Regions from separate parts of the Dromaius novaehollandiae genome. Here region 1 is linked to region 2. The links are chromatin contacts, called in public Hi-C maps. All regions are on one chromosome and are shown on one strand. Each heading gives the region's core, a stretch centred on a gene start, on an enhancer-like site or on the middle of the called end of the contact. The rest is flanking DNA. Distances are from core to core; before and after follow the strand shown.

What was found. A called contact is a pair of places that touch in the nucleus more often than the background predicts.
Region 1: a Hi-C map of brain shows a contact between it and region 2, with 6 times the contacts expected there. The contact joins two enhancer-like sites. A contact is called at or near these places in 2 of 4 Hi-C or Micro-C datasets (brain and ovary).

What each region holds. Positions count from the first base shown.
Region 1 is chr2:102,566,262-102,572,929 of bDroNov1.hap1, reverse strand. RIOK1 (RIO kinase 1) reads left to right here. Exons shown (of 16, transcript XM_064507066.1): 11 at 475-581; 12 at 1,721-1,786; 13 at 3,462-3,581; 14 at 3,801-3,854; 15 at 4,916-5,062; 16 at 6,369-6,668. The coding sequence ends at 6,479. Among named protein-coding and RNA genes, the nearest start is that of RIOK1, 13 kb to the left of the region's middle. Within about 2 kb of position 1,554, at least 2 of the 2 cell types and tissues checked have open chromatin away from gene starts, as enhancers often do.
Region 2 is chr2:102,451,305-102,457,855 of bDroNov1.hap1, reverse strand. No RefSeq gene overlaps it. Among named protein-coding and RNA genes, the nearest start is that of BMP6, 35 kb to the right of the region's middle. Within about 2 kb of position 3,300, at least 1 of the 2 cell types and tissues checked has open chromatin away from gene starts, as enhancers often do.

The DNA of each region.
Region 1 (6,668 bases), core at 305-2,804, 120 kb before region 2:
TACTGTGCCCTGTGTGTCCTCATACTAAGGTGGATCATAATTAGGCTGTACAGTGCTTCAGTGGATACTTCTCATTTTCTTTGACAAAAGTTTGAGGTCTGCAGACCTTATTCTTTGAAATATTCATGTTTTTCATCTTGGTCATTGCAAGTACTGCACCTGTCCTAAACTGTTTACTTCTTCTTTATCGACCCCTGCCCCATTCAGCCTGACTCCTGCTGAAAGTTGATTTGGCTTTGATGTTTAACTAGTTTCTCTTCTTCCAGATAGATAATAAAACTATCTGGAAGATAGTTTTATTTTAGATGGCCAAGAGTGCTTTGGTAACCAAACCCAGTAAGATGCAATATGTGCAACTGAGACTTTTGCAAATCATCAGGGCAATTATTTTGCTGTAACTGTCACTTTAACATAATGGTTGCATGTGTCACACAATGACTTTTATTTTTTGTCTCTGCCTTTGATTCCTTGTAGATTTTTTCCAGAAGCGCAGTGTTGCAGTGATGACTGTGAGGGAGCTGTTTGAGTTTATTACTGATCCTTCTATTACAAGTGAGAACCTGGATGATTACCTCTCTAAGGTAAGACCTCAAGGCCTCATTGGTTGTATAAGAAAGTTTGAACCAAATACTCACATTTGGTTCAAACTCCATCTCACTTACTCTACAGCCTGCTCTTGAAGTGGGTTGGTTCCTGATGTTGTCATGCCAGTACTTCAAACATATATGTGGATCTTTTGCTTATGTACCATTATAGAATGAACACATTTTCATTCTAGGTTTTCTGAAGCCTAATTGCTAAAACTCAGATGTCCATTTCAGGTGCTACTTACATTAAAAATGAGATGCTCTAAATTAGTTCTTCCTTTTTGGAAAGGAGAGAAAAGCTTATTTAGCTCTGCAGATACCTGGCAGAAGCATAACCGTATTTATATAGATAAAGGAATTAAGAATGCAGACTTAAGCAGGGAGAAATTGGAAAAGGAAGAGAATCACTCAAGGCAATATTACTCCAAAGAACACAGTCTTGCTAGCCAGATGTAGTGGCTGGTGGGACATACTGATTCCAGGATGAGGTAAATGTTTCTTTTCTAGGTGCCATTCCTTTGCTTCCAGTTAGATGAAAAAGCAGCTCTTCTAGTTGAAGCAACCAAAATGGGGAGGAGCCAAATCTAAGCCATGTAAACCCGGCCAGGAGTGGAGATACGATGTGTACATACTCCTGGCCAAGACCATGAGGCAGAGGCTGAATGTTGTCCAAATACCAGTATGTTATGGGTATTTTCAGATGTTGTGTACTTCCTGTTATAACTGGAGGCTGAGTGACGCAGAGCTGTGCTGCAGGGTTCCCCTCGCTTGTGCTCTCCTGGTTTACTCAATGTGTGTGACAGTGAGAAAAACAAAGTCCAGTACTGGGGCCCTCCTCACTATATTCCTTGTGCTGTTATTTCCTGTAGTCATGCTGGGCCTGCATAATTTGGTCTGGAAGGATCAGGGAGTGTGTTCTTCAAGTGTTAACGAGGCAAATCTGCAGTCATGAGTGCGTTCTGCAGAAATGCCAGGTACCGTTAGGTGTCGCTCAAGGCACTGCTATGAGGAAAGCTGTAGAATTTGAGTGATAGGAGTAGAATACAGGGAGAAATCTAGATGTGAACGGTCAGTTGGATTAAATGATGTGATTCTGTAGCATGGTAACATTATATTGTTTCATATTTCTTTAGGCAATGGAAATAGCATCCAAAAGAACAGAGGAGGAAAGATCCAGTCAAGATAAAGTGGATGAGGAAGTGAGTGAGGATTTTTGTTCCTGCTGTGAAATTAATATTAATCTTGCCTCTTCTAAGCAATGAAAATTATTCTTTAATTTGGAAGAATTTACAGCTGATAAACAAAACAATGTTTATGATACCGGTATGTCCTGAACTAGCTGAGGAGACAAAGTATAGAGAGATGCCATGTGTAAAAGCTTAAGAGACAGTGATCAGAAATTGGAAGGCAGACACTCCACTTTGTAAACCAATGCATTTACTTGTGGCTTAACTGATCCTGAACTGGAAGATGTGTCAACAACAAAGAAACTGAGATCTGATTGTGCCAATGTGATTGAACCAATAGCACAGCAACAGCAATATTCGTGGGATAATCAGTACATTGACTAGATTGTCCGTCTAGCTCTCTTCCCAGTCTAATTCGGTTCTTCTACTTACTGTTTCTCTACCTTGCTTTTGCATGCAGGAGAAACCATCACAAATCTGTTCCGTTTGTATTACTGAAAACGGCTAGCATTCTGGAAAGCTTTGATTTATAATCTTATGTTTCTGTTCCAGAAAAGTTTAAAAAAAATTTTGTCTTGAGTAGAATTTTTATCAGTGGGAATGTACTCATGTTAGTTCACCAGGCATTTGTTGTTGGAGTCAGCACTGCTTGATTTACTAAAGACTTTTCTTTTCCTCTTGGAGCTCTGCAGGTTTTACTGACTGCTTCTGGCTCAAGCTTGGCCAAGAAAAGACTTTTGTTTCCTAAGAAGAGTTCCTGAGGTCCCACTGAAGTATAGGGCCAGAGATTACTATTTTGTTACATGCCCACCTTTTGCAAACAAATTATTCTCAGAAACAGAGCCTTTGCTTATGAAAAGGCATTGTCCTGTGGGAGAGATGGTTTAGTACCATCTGAGTTGAGTTTCTGCTCTCACAGACTTCTCATGTGACTTCAGGCTAGTTGTGGTGCTTTCTCACTCACGAAAGAGTGGAGCTTATTACATGCAAGCTCTGTGGAGACAGGGTCTTTGCTGTTTGTACAACACTTGGTCTAGTCGTGATTGTAAAGCATGTTTGTAGTCAGGTGATGGGACTGATTTAGCACCAGTGGACTCCATGGAAAATAAAAATGTATCTGATGTGGTAGTGACTTCAGTTTGCTGGACTACAGTCTCAAAAGATCACATTCCAAATCTGAAGTAAGATGATGTTGATGGGGGTTAGGTTTTACTTTACTGTACTACTTCAGGAACCTTTTGTGAGTTGGGGTGTATATTGACAGAGAGATTATTTGTATAAAGATTAAGTTGAAACAATGCATTTTTAATGGAGTTGCCTCCTGAAGGCATTGTTAAACCTCACAATAAAAACATAAGAAAAAAATTCTTAGAAAACAAAACCTTAAAACTCAAATCAATTAAGAGGAAAGCGAAGGGACTGGAGAAGGTCACAAATAAGTGGGCTGCTGGTGGTCATATGAGCTATCAAGAATGTATGAGTTCCATGTTAGTCTGCTCCAGCAAAAAGAAAAAAAGATATCCTTCAGTGGATATGTTGGTGGGGTTACTGCCTTATTCCTTTTGAGCTTCTCGGAGCCATGAAACCCCTCACAATTATTCTCCTAAAGATGCATCATTAGGAAGGAAGAACATCAAGAAACTATATGTAAATTAGTAAATCTACTTGTTTCCTTTCAATCTACTAGGTGTTTAAGAAGGCTTACATACCTCGAACTTTGACTGAAGTTAAAAATTATGAGAGAGATGTGGATATAATGATGAAATTGAAGGAGGAGGACATGGCATTGAATGTTCAGCAGGATAATGTGAGTAGACATCCTGAAGCCCTGCAAATGAGGGGGAGAGGATATGAATTCTTCTTACTAAAAATTGATAGTAAAAGAAACTACTGTTGTACTTAAAATGGTCTGGTTAGTACTAATGCTTATGTCACTATCTTTTATGAGATACCCATTTTATCTAGGTACTAGATATGAGAGTCATATTTTGATAACATAACTTTATTTCTCTACCCCTGGGTGTAGATTCTGTATCAGACTGTGACAGGATTGAAGAAGGATTTGTCTGGTGTTCAGAAGGTGAGAGGGCCTTTTGCTATCCTTCTTTTTAACAACTTTAAATGCTTAAGGAGTGCAGAGAATGCCTCATCGTGCAGCTGATGCCATGGAAAAAACCTTTTGATTGCAGAATGACTGTTTCTGTCTGCTTGGGCCCTGCCTGTGTGGGAATGGGTCTGGCATCATAGTGCATCTGAATATGAATCTCTTCCCTATCACCAAATAAGATATTGGGTTGCTTGAGAATGAAGTGATCATCCTTATTATCACCATCCTGTTTAAGGGAATGCGTGGAGGTGGGGAGGAAAGATGCTTTCAAATCATGGAAAATGTAATTGTTTTGAAATGTAACATGACCTTAAGTTTTGAGATGTTCGGGATATCTGTGCTGTAATTACTGTGCAAAGATCCATGCTGCAGTGTAAGGCATAAGAATTTTGCCCTGCTATATGTACAGAAATGTCACAATCAAGTACTTGAAAGCACATTGCATAAGAAGTAGGGTACAGATCAATCTATAGCAGTATATCTCAAGTTGATTACTCAAAGCGGGAACCATATTTGGATCCCTTCCCTCCCCCTCACCCCATTTTGAAACCTTGCATTGTCTAGCAGTGCTGTAGACTATTTTAAAATGAAAATATAAATATGGGAAGGGAGCAGGCTTTGGCACAGTCATCAGTCTGGCTAAAGAGTAAGTGTGTTTTGTAGTGTAGATGCTTGTGTTTCCACTAAAGCCTATTTGGTGGCCCTAAATAGGTTTTGGTATGATCTGTGTACAATTAAAAAACTAACTTCCATCTATGTTAGCAAATTGCTCTTTACCTTGCATCAGTGGGTTTGGAAGTGCTAATGCAGCTGTGCATAAAAGTTTCTATAAGGTATGTTCTAAATGTCTTGGTTTTAGTTTGGATTAACCTCTTTTTCATTCTTTTTCTTGAAATTCACTGATGTCTGTGGTAAAGGAGATGACACAAGCTTGCTCAAGGCTTTCTTTGTAGGAGATTCTGTTCATATACTGGTTTTTGCCTTTGTGCTATTGAGTTTGGATTTGAGATAGTCTCTGTTGGTCTATCTTGCAGATCCCTGCACTTCTTGAAAAAAAGGTGGAAGAATCAGAAGTAGGCTCTGATGATGATGATGATGGCAGTTCAGAGGACTCTGATTCAGGCTGTAAAGAATCCCTACATCCTAAAGACAAACCTGCTGAAGTTGGCACAGATAAAAAGGTAAGCTGGCCGGGGACTGTGTATTTTTCTACACCTGCCCATGTGACAAAACAAATCCAAACTTCGATTCTTAGGTTACTTCTTGATGGAAGCAAGCTATGGTCTCCTCCTGTTGTGGAGAGTGAGAGCAAAGAGTAAATTTCATTATGGATGTTTACTTTAATGGCGTTCTTGTACAGAGGGACATATAACATAGCTCTCTAACCAAGACAAAGTCAGAATAGAGATCTGCGTAGGGAATTCTGAAGCCATGCAAAGCAGAATTTAATGAAGACTGGGCAGCTCTTTTGTACCTCTGACTACTCTTCCAGGCTTTGGTCAGCAGGCATGTGGTTATGGGCCCCCTAACCTTTTAATCAGGGAACTGAGGCCACTTAACCTGTAGAACTGGAAATTTGGTAACAATGCTTATACCATGGCCATAGTGGCTTTTGCAGAACTATTACTGAAGGCTGACTAGCTTTGCTGTGGGAAAGAGACTTAAAGCAGACATGCTGAGGGGATTATGCGTTTTTCAGGTTTCTTTTTCCAAACTGCATAACAGGTGTGCCCTGTTTTGTTCGGGCTCTTTTGCAGGATATCACCCATGAGTGAGAGCCCTGTGTAAAACAAGAATGAAATTTGCTGGCTTTATGAGGGTTCAAGATGAGGGGGTTTGCTTGTTAGATGTTATTCCCCACCCCACCTCCCCCACCTCCCAAGAAGGATAAGACATAATAGATTCCAAACCTGTTAAATGAAGTTGTAGTACCCTGCTAGACACTTTCCTTAGAGATCTGTAGCTGCTGTCTTTCAGATGGAAAGCAGGAAGGTCTTGATCACTTCTCACTGTTATGGATGGGTTCTCACTTGGACTTCTTTTTGCGTGAATAAGATGAGGTGCTGGGTAATTTACAGGTTGAGCTGTAGGTTCCACAACTGATTAGGAGTGATTATGGATGGGTTTTTTGTTTTGTTGTTTGTTTGTTTCCTCTATTATGTTGACTTTGCATTTTCTGGTTGAGTGTAGCATCTTCACTGTCTGGTACAAACTATAGTGTACTACAGTGGCATAGTACCTTTTCCTGCCAATCCTTTCCCCTCCCTGTGCCCATCTTTTATTTATTTGTTTCCCTCCACCCTTGCTAACAACGTATTTGATGTGGTGTATTAATTAACTTCTTAATGCAACAATTGAGAGTGCGAGCCAAAGCTGCTTACCCCTTACTCCCCATCTGTTACAGTGTTAGCATAACTAATCAACTCAGCTTGCTCAAAATCTCTTGTTCTTGCTGGTTTTCAGTGACTGTTGTTTGATTTCTTGTAGGAAAGGAAAAAGATGGTTAAAGAAGCCCAAAGAGAGAAGAGAAAAACCAAAATCCCAAAACATGTGAAGAAGCGGAAAGAGAAGACTGCAAAAATGAAGAAAGGCAAATAAAATTGGCTTTGGCTTGGGGGAAGGGGTTGGTTGTTGTAAGTTACTTAACCATCAATTTTTTTTGTTTTTTTTATTAAAAATCCTCTATTTATATACATACAGTACTAACTGTGAGGGTGGTTTCATTAACGAGGTGGTGTAATTGTTTGGACAGCATATTCCTTTTTTTCTTTTTTGATAGGAAAGAAT
Region 2 (6,551 bases), core at 2,051-4,550:
CTCTTTTATGCTTATGTTAGAAGAAGATTTTCCTGGAGAAATCTTGAGAAGAAAATAAATTCATTACAAAGGTAGGGTCACTGAAATTGAGTAAGTCTGGAGTTGGAGACTTAGAGTGGGAGCCATTGCAGGAATAGCAGGAGCCAGACAGCTTGAGTGAAGGACTAGGAATGGGAAACTGGAGCTGCCTGGGCAAAGAAACAAGGAGGGAGAAAGGGAGGGAGAAAGGCAATGAGGGAGACTTGGACTCAGACGGTGAGCTCAGTGGGGGAAAAGGCATGAAGACTGGAGCCACTATGAGAAGTCAAAGGTGATTTAGTAGGTAAGGACACTAGAACTAAGGAGAAGGAGACAAAAATGAATAAGGACAAGGGCATGATGTGGACTGGTGAACAAAACTAGTCCGTTTTGAAGGGAACGGGCGAAGGAATCTGTGGCCTCCAGAGTACATTGCCTTCCCCACCTGAAGGGGGTTACAGAGACTTGCCATTTTTCTGGCAAACAATTGTGTTGCAGTTCTCTCCATGGCTGATTTGCAAAGAAATGTCAGCTTTGCTTCAGCAGCACTTTCATCATAAGTGGCAGATTTCTGTGTGTTATGTTAAAAGTTGGAATTTCCTCAAAGTGTTAACATGATACTGTAAGAAAGAGCTTCATTGGCTGGGGGGGGGGGGGGTGGGTGGGTGGGGGGGGGGGGTGGAGAGGGATAAGGCATTCCAGTTACTGTTTTAAAAAAGCTAGAAAATTGGCATGTCATGTCACACACACCAAAAGGATATTAACTTTCAAGGACTCAAAAGCTGACAAATTTTATTGATCAGCCTTTCACATGGCTCTTTGGTGGTAACATTAGGATACACTTTAATTATTCCCATCATTCTTTTTCAGCAGAAGTCTTACCTCATTGATGGCACAAGGTGGAAACTTTTTCTGCAGATACATCAAGGCTGTGTAATGAAGGCATTGTTATCTGCCTTGATTTATCTCTTTTGCCCCAGATGTGACACTAGGACATCAGGCAGAGGGTTGTGAAAAGAGTAAAGGTGTCATATAGTCAAGAGGTAAATGCCTCTCTGAGCTTGTGTCCTTTTGCTATTCTTGATGCTAATGAGTCACTTAAACTATTTTTTTCATGACTTCTGTGTGTTTAATTTTCTGTGGGAGCTCCAGTAGAACACTACTTGCCAATGTAAGGTAATACTTAATGGTAAACATGCAAAAAGTCATGTTGTAGGCAAGTTGACTGCAAGCTAAGCAGTCAAAAGGAATGTTCTTAACCTTAATCTCTCTTTGCCTCCTTTCCCACCTGTAAGATCTCTTGTTCTCATTTACCATAACTTTACATGTGCATTATGAAAATAAATGATTTATGAAGCACTTAGTTATTCAAGTGATGAATGCTGTAGAAAAGTGGATGAGCAATTCACAGCAGGGTTTAAACTGTGTGCAGCGAATAAGGCCGAGAGCTGTACATTGAGTGACAGCAGATAAAATAAATATCAGTAACAAAATACATGAACAATCAGTTAGTACATTCTGAATAACACAGGATTAGTGTGGAAAGAAACACCACCAGCCCATTATCATGAAATTAAAGACTAACAGAATTTGTAGACATACACACAAAAAATTACTGTTCCATACATAACTTTATTTCCGGTATTTCCTGACACTGACATGTTCAACTTTGCAACTTAAAAAGGTTATTTTTGGTATTTTTTTGTGTATGTGTTTTATTTTCATAACGTTTTCATAAAAACTGTCTTCCCTCATATTTGCACAAAGACATCACCCTGGAAAGCACTTAAAATGCTTCCCTGTTAACAAAAATCCCAAATCCTCACAGACTAAGCAGACTCTGCCAGTTAATGAGGTTTCCATATGCCATCAGAAATGCTAGCTTAGTGAACAAAGCCTTGCCTGGTTCATGAATACAACCATCTTCTGACCTTTTCCTCAACTGTCAACTTCTGAACTGTGAGACTTTCCCCCAGAGCTTTATATTTCTTGTACTTAGCGCAATGTAGGTGCTTTCACAGATCACCTATTTTGGCATGGTATTATGCCACTGATGTCAACAGCAGAAAATCTAGCTTTCTCCTCAGCAGAAATTCCTTCAAGACTTGAGACTGTGAAGCCTATAAACAGGCAATCTTTCCACTACTGGGAAAAGAGAGACACTCAGAGCCATTAAACCTCAGCTAACCTTATGTACCATGTGTCTAAAGATCTGAAAAATAACACCACTGAAGAACTGAAGATGCTGACATATGGTTGGCAGATGTTGTAGACAGGAGTAGACTATATGAGTGATGAAAGAGAAAATAAAATTAGAAATTTTCAGTCTCTGGCAGTGAGTTTTGAATAGTAGCACACACAATTAGTGATTTCCATATTTCAGGTATCCCAAAGTTATATTGATTGGAAAACCACTTATAAAGAGGCCAAACAGATCGTTGCCCTCTGCTGCCTGGATAGCAGGTTCCCTTCCCTTCTGCGTTGGGGCAAAAAGTAGTCACTATACTTCTAATGGCTAATTAGCAACATGTTGTGATCTTACATGTTTGGATTATTTTTGATGTAATGATCTATACTGTGGGAGAGTTTGGAGGTTTCATTCAGTGTGCACTGCCATGGTGCTGAGCACACAGAAACATAAAAAGAAGCAGCCCTGCCTTGAAGAGCTTACTGCCTAAAATAAGATTTTTAGTCTTGTATGTATAAAATCAAGCTCTTCAGTCATCATTGCCTCTAGCATAAGCAACTCAAAAGGGATGAAACAGCTAAGAAACACAGAAAATACACTCAAAATACAATAGCTTTTCTAGTCTCACAGCTGGGAAATCTGACTTCTCAAATAGGTCCCAAACTAGAAAAGATGCTGCTGCTCCCACTCTGTTGTGAATCTTATCCGTCAGGAAGTTTCTCTCCTTACAGATGTTGTAGGAGTTATCTCATGTTACACTAAACATGCCACGGTTATGTACTGATGGCCTTGTATTTCAGAGAGGAAGATGCTAGAGGTGGTGGGGAGAGCAGAAGAAATCCTGTCTTTGGTAAAAAAGGGGTTTTGCTTTGTCAACCTCCTGAAAATGTTAGTTGTTTTCGGAAATCAGAGCAAGTTTCGACGAACAGCATTTATTACATAGGTTTCCCAGGCACCATGCTGTTGCTGTCTAGATGTGTAGCTAGCTGGACAGAGTGTGCAAAAGTGTGTTTTGCAAGTGCCATCTAGTGGCTCCCCAGCTTGTCCATGTCAGGAAAGGGAAGTTCACCTCCCTGAAATCCGTGGCGTGGCAGAAGGCCCGCCGGCTTCGGCATCAGGGCAGCCAGTGGAGAGACCCCGGCAGCTAGTCGCAGCCAGTCACAAGCACTGCAAAAGCAACAGCCTGGCCAGGCTAGGAGATGTGACTGGAACAAGGAAACTGGTGCAAATGCCCACAGGAATGCAGATGTGAAAGGAAAGTGCAGACACAGATGTATACATGAAGGGCACATAGGGAGTTTTAGTTTTTCAGTTGGCAGACCCTCTATTTTTTTCCAAGGACACAACAGTCCCTGAATGCCTTATTTAAGCTGACTAGTAATAGAGATGCTTTTCTTAATTACATTTCTTGAACTCCTTAAAATTAGTCTGCAGACCCCTGGGGGTCCTCAGAGACAGAGGAAAAACCACTGCTGCTCTTTATTCTCTTAGCAAATATCAAGGGATGAAATAATTGGGTCAGGAGGGATGGGGCAGATTTTTTAACAAATCAGTGGTAGTTTTGTTTAGACTAAGCCCACAGCTTTGCAACTAGAAAACTGGAGAAAGGAAACCAAACTTTGTTTTCAACCAGATTTTTTTGAAACAAAACCAAAAACTGTGTAGCTCTGTGTAACAACTTCAAAGTGAATCCATTGTTTCCCAAGAGTTACTGAACTCTGTACAGGCTCTTAGTACTTTTATTACTGCCATAGTTTAGGATTCTTAGTTTGGTATTAGTTCCTCACAGAACTCATCACTTTTGACTACTGATCCTTTTCTGCAACTGGCAAAGGCCTGGTAATTCAATATAAATCAACATACTATTTCGTCTTTTTACAGTTTCAGAAGACCACAAGCTGGTCTCAGAAGATATCATTCTAATTCACTTTCCACTAATCTATAATTTAAATTGTCTTCCAGATTGTTCTCTTGTGGCTGGAATCGATGGGCCATTTGCTACTGGTTCCATCTGGACGTATCCGTCATAACGAGTGAAGCTGTGCAGAAAGATGCAAACTTTGTGAGAAGCAGTTAGATAAGCAGAAATATTATACTCATTTATGACCTACAGGAAATGCATAACTGGTTTGAAACTGGCGTCACATTATATTTTATTCAATAGCAACAGTGTTTTGCAGTTCTGCTTTCTTGTGACACTGGTAGGTAATTGAATATAGGATGAGTATATCATTCACGGAAATACCTTGTTTAACTTTAGTCATCTGCTTAAGGCCTACTACTTCAGTGTGGTTTTTACAAATGTTTAGTTAAATGTGTTAAATATGTTGATTTTTTTTTCCTGGATATACACCCTTTTCTGAATTGGGGTCAGAATACTAACGATTGCACTAGATGTAAAAATATATGTTCATGTTTTGCTATATCTGCTTTTAATAATTTGGGAAACACTTGGGCACCATGGTGTTGAGGCTTAGACATACTTCTTAACCTTCTAAGACCCAAATAAATGATGTAGCATACGATAAAAATCCAAAAAGAAAGAGAAAGAACCCACAGAGAACCATCAGTGCAGGCATCTTAAAGTCCCATGGAAAGAATTCTGTCAGTTTAGTTCAAGATTAGACATTGCTGATCTTTACAGTTGAAGTAAGTTACATCTGTAACACTAAGAGGGAATACCAATTTTCATTTTTGATAGATATTTTGGTATTAAACCAAGTGATGTCCCTTGAAATGAGGAATATGTGAGTGATAAAGGCCTGTATGGCTGGAGAAGTAGGCTGGTTTTTTTCCTAATTCTATTGATGCATAAAATCATGCTAAAAAAATTGATGTTTTCTTGCCTCTCCCACATTAGCAATAGCATTTTGCATTATCAAACGCAAAACTCTTCTCAGAAAACATTTTCAAAAAGCAAAGATTCTTCCAGAAAGCTTACAAAAAAGTCTTCACCTCACCACAGAATACTTGCAAAAGCAAAATGCAGATGCTTCCTTAAGTTCTAGTCATATGACCCTTAATTTAAAATGTGTTTCTTCTTAAAACGTGGCCTATAAACAAACTTGGGTGAGCTCAACACAGTCATTTAGGAAACAGAAACTTGAGACATGTGGCTGAAATATGGTAGGGAAAAAAATAGAACACATCAAATTAATGACATTAAGAGTAATTTCAAATGCAACTTTCCAATTCTCTCCTTGAATGAAATCCTGGAGAGCCAGGGAACAAAGGCAACAAGGTACAGTGAATTAACTGGCCTTGGAGTTTTACAATAATAAATGCCAAACTCCATATTCTCTCTCTTATTGTTTCTATTCAGCTTTAACAGTGTAAAACGAACCTTTCTAGGGTGAACCACTCAAATGAACAACCATCAAATTGTTTATCTGGAGGCCTGATCTTCAGGATGACTGAGAAAATGGTGCTTTTCCCATATACACCTACCGCCTGTAAGTGATCAGTTAGTGAATTGACATAGTTTGTTAAATTTGCTGGTGAATTCCACAAAGAAAAAGGAGTGTAACCACAAGTATAAATACTTTTTGAGATATTGCAGTCTGAGTTCCTTCAACTTGTTGCATTAATTGTCCTTCTCAACAAAGGAAGGACTAAATCGATCATAAGACAGGACACTAGAGCTGAGTCTCCCACTGCAGAAGAACTGTTGTGTTTGGGAATCCGCCACTGTCTGTGCCAGTCTGACGTGAAAGCTCTTCTGTCTGGAGCCTCCTGTTCACTGTCAGTGTGCTCCACACTGAGAAATGAAAGAGTGCTCCACACTGACAAATGAAAGAAGGAAATCAGTGTACTATAAAATACTTTCACCTTTAGTTTTTGCACAGGTCACAGCAGCTAGCCCAGCAGAGCAGGGAAAGTTACAGATTAAGCTGGTATTTCAAACGCGCTACCAAAAAACAATGTCCAGGTGTTGCTACTTCCTTTTCTATGGCCAGGATGTGTTTTTGTAAGAGGCCGGCCTCCTACATGGTTCACACAGACTTGACAAATACATAGTGATGAAACACAAGTATTCTGGCTCTTTGTACATCCACAGAAATGATAATACATCTTGACTTCCAGAAATGGTACATTTTATGGCATGCTTTAAACTGCATACAGGAAGGTCTGTGGTAGCAAAGAGGAAGACAAGAAACCAAATGAGAGTGAAGGAATAAAAGTTAGGAGACAGAATATTAAGGCACTATGGATTCACAAGAATGCATTTTTTTTTTTGCTATCGAAGAGTTAGTGGAGAGAGCCAAGTTGTCAACCTGAGTCTGCTGGCACAGCTCCCCTGGACCTCTGCTGATGTTCTCCAGCTCAAGGGTCTAGCTTCACATAC